Linked DNA regions of Mus musculus: region 1 is linked to region 2. Evidence: chromatin contacts called from public HiChIP or PLAC-seq data. All regions are on one chromosome and are shown on one strand. Each heading gives the region's core, a stretch centred on a gene start, on an enhancer-like site or on the middle of the called end of the contact. The rest is flanking DNA. Distances are from core to core; before and after follow the strand shown. Region 1 holds the start of Mab21l2 (mab-21-like 2). Region 2 holds the start of Etv3 (ets variant 3).

Region 1 (6,004 bases), core at 1,962-4,461, 980 kb before region 2:
CTTCTATATCTTTCACTTATAGATTAAAAAATAGATGAATTTAAAAAATAAAATTTAAATATTAGAGGTAGTATTTAACATATTCTGTTCCTTTACTTCACATGGTCAAATCTTGTCCTTTGGCCAGAAAACAAACCAGTTTCTTTAGGATATTTTCAGTTTTCCTAATTATTTTTTATTCCAAACAGTTATTTTATTGCATGTAAAAGAAATCTTATCAGAGTTGAAACATTGAAATGAGTCTATGGGATTGTTACCTGAGAAAGCAGAATATGGAAGGTGCTTTTCCTATTTCTAAATTTTTGGAGTAATTATTTAGGTCATAAAATAGTTTTAAGACCTTTATATATAGGTAGATTCAAAATAATTTTTGAAATTTAATTAAAATGATACTGTTTATTGCATTCATAACTAAATCATTAAAAAACCAAAGTAGTTATAAATCTGAATTGTTCATATTACCAGTTGCTAGAGGAGAGAAATATTGCAGTGACTATTTTATTATTTTTGGTGTCTTTGATTTTCTTGCTAATTTTATTTATTATTACTAGTTGAAACTTAAAAAGAATAGTTGAAGAAAGAGCATGACATGACTTCATTCTTTAAAAGCAATTTTAAAAACATTTAGAACTAGATTTTAAAAAACCTTACAGCATTAAAAAAATCCTGATATAATTTTAAATAGGCTTTTTTATTATTTTAAATTTTAGGATTAACAATATATTGTTTCACACTTTTCTTTTTTAAATATTGCTATTAACATAAAATATGTGTTATATTGAGTAAAATACTTATTTTACTTTTTACTAAGGATTTTGGGGGAGATTTATATAATTAATTCTCCAGAATATGCTGTATTTTAAAGTTTGCAAATCAGAGTTCAAATGGAAGCTTCCTGTATTTAGTTCAAGTTCACATCTTGTAAGTTAGAAAGTGATCTCATCTGCCTTCATTCAAGAACAATCCGCAAGCAGCCAATTACAATGTAAAGTAATATTTTTATTACTGGTTTACTGGTTTCAACAAGACATTTTAGGGCGGGGGTTAGGGGTGCAAAAGGAGGAGGCAGGGGCACATTGACATTGGCACTGAGACACATTTCACATCAGTAAAACTTTGTAAAAGAAATTTCACATATAGTTAAATAATTATTTTCACTTGGTGACAATCACGCAAGCAACCCAAAACAAGGAGGGGCGGGCGTAAAGAAGGAAAAGAAGGGAAGCTACTATACATTGATTTGAAAAATGTACCTTGGGTTTCATTTTGTGTTCGCAAAGCCGGATTGCTTCTTTTGTGCGATCTTTAAATTCACATTGTTTGGAAGGAAACGATCATTTTTGTGCAAGAATGTTATTTTTGGGGTGGGGGGGTTGGTTGGTTTGCCCTCTTTTGTTTGCTTCTTAATTAGGATGTCTTCTGCCTACTCCCGTTCTTTCAGGTGATTTACATAAAAGTTTGTGTTTCGAGTTTTTGCTGTTGTTGTGTGTTCTGGGAGAGCATGCCCATTTATGTTGCTTTCCACGCAGTCGGCAGCACTCTATAGTTTGTCCAAGCTTTTGGGATTGGTGAGGATTTCCCTGGCCAATCTCCAGGTCTGCTTGGCAGCGCTCTCCAGGGCCGAGTGGGGCTTACCCTGGAAGAGGTCGAGGTTGGGCAAAAAGTAGTGAGGGCAGCGGCGGCACTGCAGGCAGGAGATGAGCTGTAGCAGGATGCCGTTCAGACGGTCGCCCAAGCAAGCCTCGTCCCAGTCCGTTTCCCTCGGGTGTTTCTCGCACTCGTACAGCAGCAGCGTCTTCATGTGGTAGTTATTGAGCGGCTGGCCAGGCAGCTCCAGGTGGCGGTCCCGCAGCGTCTTCAGCACCGAGAGGCACTTGTTTCTACAGCCGCCCATCAGCAAGCGGTTCTCCGCCTCACCGAACTGCAGCACCCAGGCGTCGCTTTCTGCGGAGCTCTGCTTGCCAGTCAGCGAGTAGCACTCCTTGGAGAGCAAGTTGAACCCTTCGGCCTTGACCTCCGCCACCCGATTGGGGCCGGGCCAGGGGATGTGGGGCATAGGCCACTGTGCCGCGCTGCGAGGCCAGATCCCGGTGCACTTGAACGCTGGGGTGATTTGCACCACGTAGCGCTCCCTGATGCGCAACTTGACCTCACTAGTGTCGGCGATCATCTTGACCACGTCCCGGTAGCTGCACTTGTCCACCGCCTGGGCTACTAGTGTCTGGAAACGCGAGCGGATCTTGCGCGCAGAAAGGTAGCCAGACGCTGTGATGAACTCGACCCAAAGAGACATGCTCCGCTTCCGCCCATCGCTTAGTTTGAGCACGGCACAGCCGGGCAGAGATCCGTCGTCCACGAAGTTGAAGACTCCCATCTGGTTGAGGTAGAGTACCACCTCGAACTCGGTGGGCGAGATTACCTCCAGCCCCTCGTAGCGGGCGTCAATCTCACTCAGAGAGCTGATGAAGCGGGGCTCTTGCACCTCCACTTCCTTTAGCACATCCGACACTACCTTGCAGACTTCTCGGATGGTCTTGGCGATCGCAGCCTTGCGCGCCTGGCAGCGCTCGGTGTAGTATTTATTGAGCTGGTAAACCAGCTTGGCCTGAGCGGCGATCATGTTGGGGCACAGGTCCGGGCTGTACACCGGCGTCTCGCAATACGTTGAGGGATCCAAGGCTCACGCACTGGTGGTGGCCCTGCGGCTGTGGAAAGGCGGTGCGTTCCCCCTGAAGCCCCAATTTCACTCTTGCTTTCCACCTGGGCTGACCGGCTGATGATATAGCCGGCTGGCCTTTTCTTTTCCCTCTTTGGAATTTTCTTTTCTTTCTTCCGCAGAAAATTAGAAATAATATTATTTAGGGGGGAAAGTACCTGCAAAAATAAAGACGAGCCTCTCCTTGTGCGGGAGAGATGGATGAAATCGTGAGAGAGAAAAAACTAGGTTACCAAGAGGCTAGGCTTAGATGTCCGCAGCAGCCACGATTGCCCAGATATCTGGAAATGAAGTCTTATAAGTGCCAAAGTAAATTTAAAAATAAGACAAAAACATTCAGTGGTTCATTCTGAAACTTCTCCCTCGATGGTTGGACGCCTTCGCTCAGCGTAGGTGATGCCTTCCTTACCCTCCCCCAAAAGGAAAGTGAAGGATGTAATTAATGCCCGGAGAGCAGCGAAGTACAGCTCAGGCCGCAGCGCACTCTGAGGTTTGCAGACGCCCCGCGCGGTCTCAGCGTGCTAGTCTCCTCTCTTCTCAGGGGGTTGTGTCGTAGCAGTTTTCCTGGCTTCCTACTGGAGGCGTTGTTTGGATTGGGTTGGTTTGTTTGTGGTGGGTTCTTCCTGCCTTTCTCTAGGTGCAAACTGCTGCAAGTTGTTTGATATTCTTTTCTGCCTCGTTATTTATACTTTTGGCCCTAGCAAAATCTATTTTAGTGTGACTAAATCGTTGCTTACGTTGTATCTGGTGTGCAGGTCTAAGGAGTCCGGGTTTTTCCTCTCCTCTGGGTTGCGTTTGCAGTCTCTACCTCATCCCCCTGTCCTCTGATACCTGCCCCCCACACTTCTCTCTCTCTCTCTCTCTCTCTCTCTCTCTCTCTCTCTCTCTCTCTCTCTCTCTCTCTCTCTCTCTCTCCTTAGTTTATGAATGGTTCTGGGCCACCGTGAAGGGGTGGAGCTTCAGTTCCTACAATCCCTATGCAAGCTGTCAGTGCTTTAGCCAATCCGAGAGAAAGAGAGAGAGAGGACAAGCTTGGGACCTCAGCAGCCACCACACTGCACTTGATAAAGGGGGCGTGGGGGGTGAGAAAATGGGACTAGACAGAAGCCAAATGCTCTCACTCGTTTCATAGTCCCATTTTCTTTTTTATCCTCTTTTCTTACCGTTGCAGTGAGGAGGAGAGTCTTCATAGAAGGGATTCTTCTCTGGGTATGGCTGGATCAATTCCTGCAAAGTAGTAGTGCTTTCAGTGAGCTTCACTTTTGGTTTTAAGTCTCTGAACATTCTGCAGAAGGTGCAGACTCTAACAAACTGTCTTTGGCTTGAAGGCAAATGAGAGCAGGAAGGGGAGCTTAAGAAAGGACTTAAATTTTGTAGTCCCCCCCCCCTTCTCTTTCCCTCCCATCCCATTGTTGCCAAGAGCTGGAGAATTGCTGTGTATGTGTAAAGGAGGGGATAGGATGACAGTCTATAACCATAAATCTCTTGTTAGTAATTTCCATATGCTGTTAAAAATACAGAACAGGACAAAAACTACTCCAGATATGTTTTTGATCCTTATTTCATAATTTAGATTTAGCTATCTTTGTGTCATTATTTTACTCTTATAGGAATTTACCAATAACTAGAGAGAAAATATGTGAGTTTTGAGAAACTGTAAGTTTATATATTAGCATACATTACTTGGTTATACTTGCTGATTGAAATAAGCTACCAAAATAGTTTAGACTTAAATTAAAATGAAGGAAAAAAATGAGCCTGAATTCAGGTTTTCTTAATTTTTTAAATACTGTGACGTTAATTGTGAACATATTCTTGGGCAGTACTGGTTTAGAATAATTTTATTTTCATAATTGATTCTTGCTTTTAAAGGAGTTGACTGGGATAAAAATCTATAACTTTACTGTTATTGATTACCCAGATGGCCTTCCTCCTCCCCTGCATCCCACTAAAACTCAGTCGCTCTTGTTCCTTAGAATATGTGTTATCCTTAACAAGCTGTGTGATTGCTGCCTCGTAGGACTTTTGGAAAAACAAGGGCTGCAGCAAGGTGATTCACTTGCTACTGGGAGTTTATCTCAGAATTTAAGATGCCAGGGCTCTCAGTTGTTTTAATACACTCAGGTAGTTAAGGGCTATTTTTAGGTTGATTTGGCAGATAATATTTAAGCCGTGGGTTATGCATAGGGAAAATAAAATCTTTAGCCCGTTTTTTTTTTTTTTTAAAAAGCTGTGTATAACTTTTGTAAAACCCCGTAGGAGAGCTTGACTTGCATTTTTTGAAACCTACCAGAACCTGAATTCAGTTGCTACCGAGAGAGCTAATGTTTCTTTCTACTGGGCATGAGATGCTTGGATCCCTACCCCTTCATTCGTTCTTAGTCTTTGGTGGTCCGGAGGGCTGGAGACTTGACCCGCCTCCACCTTGATGCTAAAGCTCCTTTCTAAAGAGTATTTGGGTTTTTCTTTTTTAAACCAAGCGGGATTTATCGCTTGGGGGCCGTTTTAAGTAGCGAGGAGTTGGGAAGAACCTTGCAAAGTAAGCATCAGAGAGCCTCTGGGACAGTAGTTTCATGGGCGTTCCTAAGAGTGAATGCACTACTAGGCGGCTAGCTGCGGCCAGCGGTTTCCCGCTGGTCAGGGAGGCTTTGGTGCTGCAGGACCCAGACCATGCCATGTAGCCGGGTAACTAGTGCGTTCTATAGTCCCTGCCTTGGAGGTGTTACAGGCCAGAGGGGTGTACTCCCGTGGAGTATGGGACCACAGGGAAAAGAAGCTTGGAACAAATCCCACAGGCAGTGCTGGGCGGGCGGGGACTGGTGGCAAGGCCCAGGTGCAGAGTTCCTCCACATCCTCCAGGGGCCAGATCTGCAGCATGCATGTGGCCAGAGACGCCTGTGCGAACCCTTGTAATTCTGGCTGTCTCAGCTCGGCCTGCCACGTCTTCAAGCTACAGGACACGCGCACCCACTGCATTCACCTCTGCCAGCTTGAGCAAGTTTCCTCACACCCTTGTCCACCGTTTCTCCACTTCTCTTCCTAGAGGCAAGGATGATAAAACGTTACAAATGTTTTGATTTAAAAACAATTCATTACCAATTTACCCTGTCTAAGGTAGATGCTCTAGTAAATAATAAATCAGTTAAACAAAGGCGACTTTAATTTATCGCTGTGGTGCTAATTAGAAACATCATTCGAGCAATAAACTTAAACACTTCCAGCAAACACTGCACCCCTCCCCCTTACCTCTCTCCACTGCCTTGGCTGAGAGCAGGCAGCTTCTGCTGT
Region 2 (5,759 bases), core at 703-3,202:
TTCATCTGTGTAAAGTGCGTTTATTCATCCTCTGTGACCCTAGTTAGAGAAATAGCCATAGAAAAATCTAGAGGAACTATCTACAGAAAGTATCCCCATACTCTGGCTACCAGTCCTCGATTATTGCTGGTGCTAGCCGTGCCCACCTAACCCATGAGCTGAAGGTTGGCAACCTCAGTTTCTGAAGAAACCGCTCATTCTGATCGCCTTGGTTTCGGAGTTGACAATGACTAAGGTTTGCATGAATGGTGTGAGACTTTGAGGATTCTTATCAGTCTCAAGATCATTTTCTCACCACCTAACCATATGCTATATTTACACTGTGCCATCCTCCGTCCTAAGTCGTAGAACATGGTGTTCACACATTAAATATCAAGGAAGTACTTATTGTAATCTCCTACGCAATAAGATACTACTAAACATCTAAAGGTGTCCACGGGAATACTCCAAAAATACTACATTCAAACAGAAGAGGAAGTGACAGTGACTACTTAACCGAGGTAACAAAGCCCATCAGTAGTTGAAGGCAAGAGGACTAAAATGTTATGTTCATTTCGCTCGGTGGTTCTCAGCCTTCCTAATGCTGTGACCCTTTAATACAGTTCCTCATGTTGTGGTGACCCCAACCATAAAATTATTTCCGTTCCTACTTCATAACTGTAATTTTGCTACTGTTATGAATTGCAATGTAAATAGGTTTAGACATAGGGGCTTACTAAAGGGGGTCAACCCACAGGTCGAGAACTGCTGATTCGGCTAAACCCTAGCATTTGTTCTGTAGACCCAAACATAGAAAATGGTGTTCTAGACTGGACAGAAGATGGAAACCATTATAAAGCAATTTCTATGCTCAGAGTGCTCATATTTCTAATCCTCTCAATGGTATTTAAATTTTGTTCATTTTACTGACTTTCAAACTAGAAGGGGCGGGAAAACTAGACCTCACCAACACTAGTCCTTCCTTTTTAAGCAGGTAAGGTAACCTTAGGCCATACTGAGTACTGAACTTATCTCAAGACCTCAAGAACTATCAATTATTAGTCTTGCATTGTGACACATATCTTTAATCCCAACAAGTGTGAGGCAGAGGCAGGCAGATCTCTGTGAGTTCGAGGCCAACCTGGGTCTCTACATAGTGCTTTCTAGGGCAGTCAGAGATACATTGTCAAGACCTCTGGCAAAACAAACAAAACAGTAGTAGAAGCCAGAAGGCCAGTTGTGGTAGTATATACCTATAATCCTACACACACAAGTACAGCATGAGATAATTACAAATTCATTGGCCAGTCTGGGAAGGGAGGTGCTAATAGGCATATCCAAAGCTAGAAGCCAACCTTTGATACAAATCATGGTAAGACTTCCATGTTCTGTGTCGTTCCCAGGAGGGAAAGGTTGTGATTGCATAAAGTTGTTGCTACGCACTCGTGCACTCGATGAAGACTTCAATTCTGCCTCTCATCTTCGCCTTCCCCCACTTTTCACCACTTTTCACTCTCATCCACTTAACCTTTACTGGTCCCAACACTGCCTCTGGAGGGAAACTAGGGCTGGGAACCATTTGGAATTACGGAAGCTGATTTCACATCCCTTATCACTAACTCTTGAACAAAATTTGTCTGGGACAAAATTGTAATTGCTTAATCGGGAACAAAAGGCAAAGGGAAAGGGAGGGGGGAGCGGTGTTTGAATGGCAAAGTCGTGCACGCTGTAACACTTGGACGAGGCAGATCAGGACTAAAAATGGAACAGTGCAAGGCAAGGCCAACTTCGCACGTGCCTCTGAAGCTCCTGTGCTCCTGTCAGCGCGGAAGAGCCTTCCTTCTGCAGAGGGTTCCAGCCCCGCGGCCTCCGAGCCACGGAGGGGCACCGGTACCTTCTGGGCGGAAGCCGTGCCGCTCACGACACCGCCCCCTCCCACCCTGGCCCAGAGTGGAAGTGACGAAAGCCGCCGCGGAGTCACTTCCTTCTGGGTGGATGAGGAGGAGCCCGAGCTGCCGCGGAGGAGCCCGAGTGGAGACGGACGGCGCCGGAGAGGTGAGACTGGTGGCGTCGGCGGTCGCGGCCCGCGCGGGCAGGACGGAAGGGACGCGGATGAGGGCGGCCGTGGAAGCCGCTGCGGACCAGCGGGAGCGGCGAGCCCCGCCGCAGGCCGGGAGGGTGACCGAGCGCCCTGGGGGAGTCGCGAACACCTGCAGACGCGCCTGCGGGCTCCGAGGGGCTGGATGGGCACATCGGGGGCCGGAGGATCGAGGAGAGGGTGCCCGGCTCGGGCGTCGGCCAGCGCGAGCCCACGGACACCAGGCTGAAGGGTGTTCTGGAGCAGGGAAAGGGCCCTGCGATCCGACAGCGCAGGGTAGGAGTTAGTCCCGGACAGTGTCCCAGAGCCTTGGAGAAATCGGTGTCTCTTCAACCCCATCATCACGGAAATGGGAGAGGAAGCTCTGCCCAGCCCTGGTGCCTTGTTACTTGTGTATATCCTGTGTGTGCCACTGTCTGTCTGTTGCCTCTTTCCTTGAGCCATTTGTCAGCTCCTGGATCCCGAGGGTTGTCATGGACTGAAACTTACTGTTCTCCTTAGTGTATTTGTCGTCAACGAAAATGCAGAACACCTAGAGGAATTCTAGGTTAGATGAAATTTCCAAGATTAGGAATTTGTCCCACCCCACCCTGGGGCCTCTGAAGCACCTGCAGTTGCTCCAGACCTGCTCTGGTTGGTGCCGGGGGCTGTCCACCCTGCAGGGTAATGAGAGTAAGTCAGGTCTCTCCTCCTCCGTCATTCCCGGTCAGTTTCACCCTCTCCTCCTATTCGCTGAAGGACTGACACAAAGCTGTCTGCTGCTGGGAACGGGAAATTTATTGAGGAACTATAAATCTGCATGGAATGAATTCAGATCCTAGCAAGATGCCTTCCTCCACCGGCCAGGCGATCTGAAGTACCTACTTTACCCTTTTTATTTCCCTGTTAAGTAGATGGCATAACATTTTTTTTCACAAAATTTTAGGAAAGTGACATGTTTCTTGTATGGAGTGGCTGTACACAGGACATGTTTACTTTCTGTATCTCAGAATACTGTTGGAAGGTGAGCCCAGTTTCTGACTGGAAGATGTCCTTCTCACACAATTCAAGAAATACGTAGGATCGGATGTTCCTTTTTGAATAGGGGATTTGGATTTTTTTTTTTCTCCCACTTCTTAAGTTGGTGTGTCTGGGTGAATTCAGGCTTGTGTATCTTGGCATCTGGGCTTGTCTACCAACAGAAAACAAACTGTGTGGCTTGCTTTTGCTGCCGTTTTGGACTTCTTTCACTGTTCCCTTCCCTCTCTTATGTCGGAGGGTCGGTTGGTCACAAGGAAGAAAGCAGATATTAAGGACAGTGTTTACACTTTGCGGCTAAGGTCAGGTGAGAGATAATTATGGCTTTTGAGGTGGATGACCCAAGGACCATCATTTGAGGACATGAGGATTACTAGTTTAGAGGTGACATGTTTGAAAGGTTAAAGAAGGCTTTGAAACGAAGTAAAGGCAACAAGAAGGATGTTGGGGGGGGGGAACTGTGACCCTCCCCCCCAAAAAAGCCTTAATTAGATAATTCATAACATCTCAAAATAGTAGTGTGACTTGTCTCTCTCAGCAGGAGGGCGAAAATGAAAGCAGGCTGTAGCATCGTGGAAAAGCCAGAAGGAGGTGGAGGTGAGCAGAAGTTCGTCATCGTCGCTGATAGATCTGGAATGTCCCTTGGTGCTTCCTGTTCTCCCTACTTGGGCTTAGTTGACAAATGCTAGACCACGACCGAAGGTCTCACAGCTGTCTAGATCTTGGTAGAGTGGCTGTAGGCCTGTTTCCTATGAATAAGCATATAGCTTTCGCACCCTACACACGTTTACTGCACGTTTTCGTGTCTGGGGATAAGGTGCCTTCTGCCATATGTCCCTAAAACATTAGTTTATCTTTCTTCTTTGTTCCTTTTTGACCTATCGTGTCAAATAGGTAATCTACATGGAAAGGTCACGAATTAGGGTATATAGGCACTGCTGCCCAACTTGTGTTAGATATCAGTGATTGCCACAAGTATGGGTAATTTCTCCATCCTTTCCTCTCCTCTTCGTGCTGAGCCTAGCTGACTGGAAGGGTGTGTTTGCCAAGTACTCTAGAGACTGTGAGCCGTGGAATGTGGAGGTGGGGGTACTGGCATGTTTGTACCTAACTCCTAGCTACTTTGATCTTGCCCTCTTTCCCACACAAGGGTATCAGTTTCCGGATTGGGCCTACAAAGCCGAGTCGTCGCCGGGCTCCCGGCAGATCCAGCTGTGGCACTTCATCCTGGAACTGCTGCAGAAGGAAGAGTTCCGCCATGTCATCGCCTGGCAGCAGGGAGAGTACGGGGAGTTTGTCATCAAGGATCCAGATGAAGTGGCTCGCCTCTGGGGCCGCAGGAAGTGCAAACCACAGATGAACTATGACAAGCTGAGCCGGGCCCTCAGGTGAGAGAAATGAGCCCCCAGATGTGTGGCATTAACAAAGTTGGAAAGAGAGTGTGCAGTTCTGTGACTGTTATCAGAAAGGGTATCAGGTGATGAAGGACTGCGCTCCTCGAGTGGTGTGTGACTTGAAAGTGTGAGAAAAGAGGTGTCGGGTCTGAGTGGCCTAGGAGGTGAAGGGGGTGGGAGGGAGTTCCAATGTGGCTGGCACTGGCTCCTGACAGCTGGTTCTGCTTTGTAGTGGGTAAGAATACATGGCGAAACATGGACTCGGACTCACTGATAATCCACAGGATTAGTGTAGACTTCCCTGTTGGGAAATTCCTACCATTTCTTTGCTGTAGGCTCTTCTATAGAGGAATCGAGAAGGGAAAAACCGAGTATGGCAGGGAGGTTTGCCTGAGTGGCTCTGAGCCCAGCTGCTCACGTACCCGGGCCGCAGCCTGCATGCCTGCATGTCTTCTCTGTCAGCTTTTAAACTTTATAACTCTTCTGTCCTCAAGGGGCCAGCAGGTAGTTGATGATATCTGCTACATAATAGACGCCAGAGATTCCATTCTCAGTAGTGAGAGTGTAAAATCTAGGCAGTGAAATGTTATCTGGAGCCTCCCACATCCTATGTGTGCCACATTAAAGGTGCAGAAGGCCAGGGTGGTGGTGGTGGTTCCCAGCTCATCCCATATCCCACTTGCTACTGTAAAACAGGTTTCCGGCGCTTTGCTTCTTCCTTGCGCTTGGGCTCCTGACTGACCTCGGGAGGTTTCCCTGAAGACTTGTCAGACCCAACCAGGGCAAGACAGAAAGCAACTGCACAGTTAGTTTTATTCACAGTGGAGCAGGAAGGAAGTGGACTGTAGATCGAAACTGTAGAGAAATGAGACGGTGAGTGGTTAGAACCAAGGAAGGCGTTTGGGATCTTAAAGCAGAGTCGTCAAGCTCTGGCCAAAGACTACAGCCAGGCTGACACTGGAGTTAGCGCTTAGGTCTGCAAGGCCTAACTCCAGGGCCAGGCGACAAAGGGATGCTGGAGGTTTTTGTAAGCAGTGCTTAAGAGCCAGGATTGGTCTTGGTAATTACTTGAGTGTAGCAAATGCTGAACCGTGTGTCCTTCCTTTGTAGATACTATTACAACAAGAGGATCCTTCATAAAACAAAAGGGAAAAGGTTTACTTACAAGTTTAACTTCAACAAGCTCGTGATGCCCAACTACCCGTTCATCAACATTCGCTCGAGTGGTAAGATGCAGGCAAGCACCTGTGATGGAGAGTGGGTTTGAATTC

Evidence for each region. HiChIP or PLAC-seq counts read pairs in DNA pulled down with a chosen protein or histone mark.
Region 1: a contact with region 2 is called in an H3K27ac HiChIP or PLAC-seq map of large pre-B cells, with 2.6 times the contacts expected there. The contact joins the promoter of Mab21l2 here to the promoter of Etv3 in region 2. A contact is called at or near these places in 1 of 39 promoter capture datasets (liver) and 1 of 115 datasets of contacts at active chromatin or transcription factors (large pre-B cells).

The regions. Positions count from the first base shown.
Region 1 is chr3:86,545,072-86,551,075 of GRCm38.p6, forward strand. Mab21l2 (mab-21-like 2) reads right to left here and starts at 3,212. Exons shown (of 1, transcript NM_011839.4): 1 at 979-3,212. The coding sequence starts at 2,620. The coding sequence ends at 1,541. All of the region lies in intron 40 of Lrba (LPS-responsive beige-like anchor), which reads left to right. It overlaps Gm31677 (a long non-coding RNA gene), which reads right to left. Exons shown (of 5, transcript XR_375777.3): 1 at 5,963-6,004; 2 at 5,697-5,755; 3 at 3,880-3,943.
Region 2 is chr3:87,523,626-87,529,384 of GRCm38.p6, forward strand. It overlaps Etv3 (ets variant 3), which reads left to right and starts at 1,953. Exons shown (of 5, transcript NM_001083318.2): 1 at 1,953-2,034; 2 at 3,633-3,691; 3 at 4,245-4,482; 4 at 5,599-5,714. The coding sequence starts at 3,646.